Regions from separate parts of the Mus musculus genome. Here region 1 is linked to region 2. The links are chromatin contacts, called in public HiChIP or PLAC-seq maps. All regions are on one chromosome and are shown on one strand. Each heading gives the region's core, a stretch centred on a gene start, on an enhancer-like site or on the middle of the called end of the contact. The rest is flanking DNA. Distances are from core to core; before and after follow the strand shown.

Region 1 (3,020 bases), core at 379-2,878, 240 kb after region 2:
AGGAGCATTCAAAGCCCTGCCTGGTGGCACCCGCCTATAATTCCAGCACTTGGGAGGCAGAGGCGGGCAGATCTGAGGTCAAGATCAGCCTGGTCTACAGAGCAAGATCCAGGAGGGCAGGGCTACACACAGAAACATTGCCTCAGAAAACAAAAACCAAAAAAAAAAAAAAAAAAAAAAAATGATTTCCCAATTTCCTCTAAACGTTTGCCTACCTGAGAGAGCGGAACTTTACCCAAGCACAGCCTCCGACAAGGTTTCCTCCTCTCTCTGTACCCTAACTTAGTCCTTACCTGTGGCTTGAATAGACTTGTAGTCCCCGTGCCCCAGGGCCCCTCACTAGTTGGTACAGCAATACAGGAGGCCACCTAAACACAGCCTCTGAGGCTCTGGGTCCTGTGCTGTAGACACCTAGCCTAGCGGTCCCATCGGCCGCTGTTAAAGGCTAAAGCCCCCAAAACCCAGCAAACTCCTCCCCTGGCTTCAGTAAACACAGCCAGGATGAGGCTTCACAAAGCAGCCTCCCTACCTGCCAGGCTTCCCCAGGCTTCAGCCGTGGCTACAACCTTTCACTAGCTCTAAATATACAAGGGGTGTTAGAAACTCCTTCACCTCACGCCTCAATGGCCCCATCCTTTAGTACATACAGAGGTCAGACAAAGATCCATCACCACCTGTGTCCTTCTTCTCACAGACTAAAGGGCCCAGAGCTGGGGCACCTCAGAGTGCATCAGCATCACCCCACTAAATTGTTGGGTCCAGGCTTGACACCATTTCAACTAAAGTCCGAACCAAAAGCTTGAATCCACTAGAGGGGGAAAGCAAAAATCACGGGGGGGGGGGGGCGGGAGGGCAGGTCTGTGCAGCCCTGGGTATGGATGGCAAAACTCACAGTGCTGTGTACTGTTGAGTAAGCGTGCGGGCCTTCCGCTGCTCACCACCAGAGGGAGCCGTTGGTCTATCACCTTCCTGCTACCAGGGGTAACCTCGTGCAACCGCAGAATTTTCTTGCTGAGCTAGGGAAAGACTAGGGAGTCCCCAGGCACAGTGGGAAGTTTCAGTCTCAGAGAAGCTAGAGCCGGCGGCACAGAGCTGGCACGGAAACCAGCCTGAGTGCCAAGACCCTGGGCATGCAAATTGGGACATCTGGAGGTGCAATCTAAGGGTAGCATGAAGTTCAAGCTCCACAGACCCAGAGGGACACATTCAGTCAGCTTCCACTATCTCTTCTGCAAATGCAGGGCACAGGCACCCCATTTTATAGCTGTACCTTGCTCGGGCTACAGCTTGAGGCAATACCACCTTCAAGCCAGGAACCTGCACTGGAGCCCAGCACTCAATGGCAGGACTGTCCCATTACTGGAGGAGGAAGGGCACCCACATGTCGAGGCCAGAAGACAACGTTCGGGGAGTCAGTTCCCTCCCTGTACCATATGGCGCCCAGGGACTGGACTTGGGCTGTCAAGACTTGATAGTAAGCACCCCGGAACTCCCTTCCACCCATCCCAACCCCCACTGAAAGGACAGCCAAGGGGAGAATCGGCGAAGCCTTCCCACCCTATGCCCATGCAGAGCTCTTTCCCAAGCGGTGCCCCTTTGTTCTAGCTGTCCCCAGCCACATCTTAGGCATGTGATACAATCTGTCAAAAGGCAGAGTCCTGGCGCTGGACAGGTGCCAAGAGCGGTGAGCTCCAGGTCCAACCCAAGGTGGTTCAGGTTCTGCGGCCGGAGCTGGGGCCCCAGCCATTCCTCAGGTGGCTGGATGTTACAGCCTGCACTTGGGGATTTGCAGACAGGCTGTCTGCTCTCTGGATGAACTGCCTGGATAGGGGCCTGTGCCTCAGCTGTCTTGCCTGCCCCACGTTTCCAGGAATGTCATCATTTTAAGCTTAGGGTTCAGATCAAACAAGAAAACGGGCATCAAGTGCCTACTGGGCACCGGGATCAAATCACGGCACAGTTAGCATGTGGGAGGTGCTGAACAGGCAGGAGCTCTGTACTAGAGGACCCACAACTCTAAGGACAAAGAAATGTCATACCCAGTGCTGGGATGGCAGACAGGGCATCATTCTACCCAAAACAAGGCCTTGGAGGGAGACCCGGTTGTTCTTGGTTGTCCTTGACTGGAATTAACTAAAACCCAGGCAGGGGAACACCTGTGAGGAATTTTCCCTCAACTACGTGGTTGAAGTGGGAAACCCAGTGCTTTGGTTTTGGTTTGGTTTTTTGGTTTTTTTTTGGTTTTTCGAGACAAGGTTTCTCTGTGTAGCCCTGGCTGTCCTAGAACTCATTTTATAGACCAGGCTGGGCTTGAACTCAGAAATCCACCTGCCTCTGCCTCCCAAGTGCTGGGATTAAAGGCGTGTACCACCATGCCCAGTGAAACCCAGTTGTTTTTTTTAAAGATTTATTAATTATTATATCTAAGTACACTGTAGCTGTCTTCAGACACACCAAAAGAGGGTATCAGATCTCATTACGGATGGTTGTGAGCCACCATGTGGTTGCTGGGATTTGAACTCTGGACCTTCGGAAGAGCAGTCGGTGCTCTTAACCACTGAGCCATCTCTCCAGCCTGAAACCCAGTTTTAATCTGGACTTTTGTTTGTTTGTTTTTAAAATTTTGAACTAGTGGGCTCTGGAAGTGCTCTTAGCCACTGAGCCATCTCTCCAGTCCCTCATTCTGATCTGGGTTGGGAAGATCCACCCTGAACCCGGACTGAACCATCTGCTCACAGCCTACATAAAGGACATAAAGGACATGGAAGAAGGAAGTTCGTTTTCTCTTTCTCTCTCTCTCTCTCTCTCTCTCTCTCTCTCTCTCTCTCTCTCTCTCTCTCTCCCTCTCCCTCTCCCTCTCCCTCTGGCAAGTCCATTCCTTAGAGCCTACTTCTTGGGGATTCTGGTGTGTAGAGGACACAAGGCCCTTGTGCTCACAGATAAGAATCAGGGAAACCAGGGATGACAAGCACACAGGTTTGTCTCTTTAAGGGAAGGGATGTGTACCTGTCTTCCACCCA
Region 2 (3,005 bases), core at 217-2,716:
ATTTTTGACTTGTAAATATCTCAAGGAAAGAATGGCTGTGCAATAGGATACATGCAAATTTACCTGTGAGCCTATTTTGTAGAACTTTATGTGGCTTCTGAAAGCTCTCAACAGATGTGACTGCCTACTGGTACAGATAGATATGTGAGGCTAGTTTTTTGTTTTTTGTTTTTTAAGATTTATTTATTTTGGGCTGGCAAGATGGCTCAACGGATAAGAGCACTGACTGCTCTTCCAAAGGTCCTGAGTTCAAATCCCAGCAACCACATGGTGGCTCACAACCACCTGAAATGAGATCTGATGCCCTCTTCTGGTGTGTCTGAAGACAGCTACAGTGTACTTAAATAAATCTTTTAAAAAAAATTTATTTATTTTATGTATGTAAATACACTGATGCTCTTCTCAGGCACACCAGAAGGGGGCATCAGATCCCATTACAGGTGGTTGTGAGTCACCATGTGGGTGCTGGGAATTGAACTCAGGTCCTCTGGAAGAGCAGTCAGTGCTCTTAACTGCTAAGCCATCTCTCCAGCCCGGGAGGCTGGTTTTTAATTGCCACTTGACACAGCCTAGAATCACCTGGGCAGAGAATCTCAGCAAAACATTGTCTGCATTGGGTTGGCCTGGAGGCATGTCATGGGTGTGTGTATGGAGGGATCAATTCATTAAGTTAACCGAGATGGGAAGACCTAGCCCAATGTGGGTGGCATCATCCCCAAAGCAGGGTTTCCAGTGGAGAAATAGAACTGGAAGACATGTGACTGGCTATTGTTTGAAGTCCTGCCTTGACTTCCCCACAATGCTTTGCAAGCTGAAATGAAACCCCCCCACACACCTCCCTTAAGTTGCTTTTTCTGTCAGAGTATTTTATCACAGCAAGAGGACTGAAATTAGAACAGACAGCCACCTCAGCCGTCTGTACTGTGGAAGACCTTGACTTCCCCCAAATCTGACACTCATTACCACATCTGCCTTCCAACCGGCGCTCAACCAGGCAGAGGAGACATTGCCATTCCCATCTCTAGGTGAGAAAATGAAGACAACCACAAGGTAAAATGACCTTCTAATGCAATTCAGGAGTCTGGAAGGAGAGAAGCAATTTCCAAATTCAATCGGTGGCGGGCTGCACCATGAGGAATTCGACGCTAACGGCTGAAGCTCAGAAGGCTGAGAATGATTTCTTTCCTTCTGTAAATAATGTATTATCCCTCTAACAACCTGATCCCTGCCAACGGTTAACATGCTTATCAAGGGCAGAGAAAGGAATAACATTATAACTGGCACACTGGCAAACCTCCTGGGGGGGAGGGGAGTAATGTATGTTGGAGGTCCAATGACAGGCTCTGTAGCACAGAAAAAAAAATAGTAAACCATGAAAAATCAATAGGTTAGTCAGTGCCCAGAATTGCTTCAGCCCTGAGAGGTGATGATTCACCCAAGATAAACATCGAACTGGTGTCATTCAAGATAAACACTGGACAGGGCCTTCCTGTCCATCCCCTCTGTCCTATTAAGGATCATTCGCATCCAGAAGTGGTACAGTGCACCACGCAGTCTCAAATGTTGTTACTGCTGCTGTTTTTGGAGACAGGGTTTTAGAGGTATTTGCCACACCTCCCCCTTCGCACCACCCCCCACCCCCACCCCACCCCAGAAAATGAATGTTTTTAAAATAAAAAAGGACTGCCCTAGAACAGAACTGTAGAACAATAGATTGTATAGAAATTATATTGAGCAATCCGAGGTACTCAAGTTATGTTACATATAAAAAAATTTTTTACAGATATTGTGCATGAATCCCTTGTATCTGAAAAAGGAAGGGAAGGGGTTAGGGAGAGAGGGAGGGAGGGAAGGAGAAAGGGAGACAGACAGACAGACAGACAGACAGATAGAAAAGGAACAAACATTCATTTGCCAAGAGATGGCTCAGCAGTTAAGAAAACTAGCTGCTCTTCCAGAGGACCCAGATTTGATTCTCAGCACCAATACAGCGGCTCCCAACAATCTGTAACTGCAGTTCCAGAGGATCTGATGTTCCCTTCTGGCCTCCACAGGCCTATATGCAGGCAAAACACACATATACTTAATATGTGTGTGTGTGTGTGTGTGTGTGTGTGTGTGTGTGTATGTGTGTTGTTGTTGTTGTTGTTTTTCCTGTGGATTCAAGGGAATCTAGGTGGAACTGATAGTGAGGTGTGCCCAGAGCTTAAAGCAGGGTAGCAAAAACTATCTGCAAAACACAACTGGTTCAAATGCAGAGACCATCCTGTGATGGAGAGTCCATCTGAATCGACAATCTGCAACACAATCCAGCTCCTAAGATCAGGAAACAAAGTTGCAAAAAGATTGTAAGAGGCAGGGGAGCAAGATATTCGCTAGGAGATAGTGTCTGCGGTGGCTTGAATGGGCTTGGCCCCCACAGATTCATGCGTTTGAGTGATTGGCTACAGAGAGTGGAATTGTTTGTAGGTGTGGCCTTTTTGGAGGAAGTGTGTCATTGTGTAGGAGGGCTTTGAGGTCGCCTATGCTCAGGCTTTGCCCAGTATGGAGGCTAGTCTCCTGGCTAGTCTCCTCCTGGCTGACTTAGGATCAAGATATAGAACTCTCAGCTCCTCCAGCACCATGTCTACCTGTATGCTGCCATGCTTCCTGCCATACGTGATCATAATGGGCTGAACCTCTGAAAGTGTAAGCCAGCCCCAACTGATCATGGTGTCTCTTCACATAAAACTCAAACTAAGACAGTGTCCTTAAAAAAAAAAAAAAAGATTTATTTTATATATATGAGTGTCTTGCCTGTATGTATGTATGTATGTATGTATGTATGTATGTATGTATGTATATGTATGTATGTATGTATATATGTATGTGTGTGTGTGTGCATGCTTGTGTGTTATATGGTTGTCCAAAGAGGTCAGAACAGGGTCTGGGATCCCTTCAGACTGGAGTTATAGGCAATTGTGAGCTACCATGGGTACTGGGAACCAAATCTGGGACCCTTGGAA

Evidence for each region. HiChIP or PLAC-seq counts read pairs in DNA pulled down with a chosen protein or histone mark.
Region 1: a contact with region 2 is called in a FOXA1 HiChIP or PLAC-seq map of pancreatic cancer cells. The contact joins two enhancer-like sites. A contact is called at or near these places in 1 of 115 datasets of contacts at active chromatin or transcription factors (pancreatic cancer cells) and 1 of 9 other capture datasets (liver).

Annotation. Positions count from the first base shown.
Region 1 is chr5:115,536,804-115,539,823 of GRCm38.p6, reverse strand. The region is part of intron 1 of Pxn (paxillin); the gene reads right to left. Among named protein-coding and RNA genes, the nearest start is that of Rplp0, 21 kb to the left of the region's middle. Within about 2 kb of position 1,628, at least 78 of the 459 cell types and tissues checked have an H3K27ac peak or open chromatin away from gene starts, as enhancers often do. A contact at or near this core is called in pancreatic cancer cells, where this site is marked.
Region 2 is chr5:115,773,937-115,776,941 of GRCm38.p6, reverse strand. No RefSeq gene overlaps it. Among named protein-coding and RNA genes, the nearest start is that of Bicdl1, 44 kb to the right of the region's middle. Within about 2 kb of position 1,466, at least 17 of the 459 cell types and tissues checked have an H3K27ac peak or open chromatin away from gene starts, as enhancers often do. A contact at or near this core is called in pancreatic cancer cells, where this site is marked.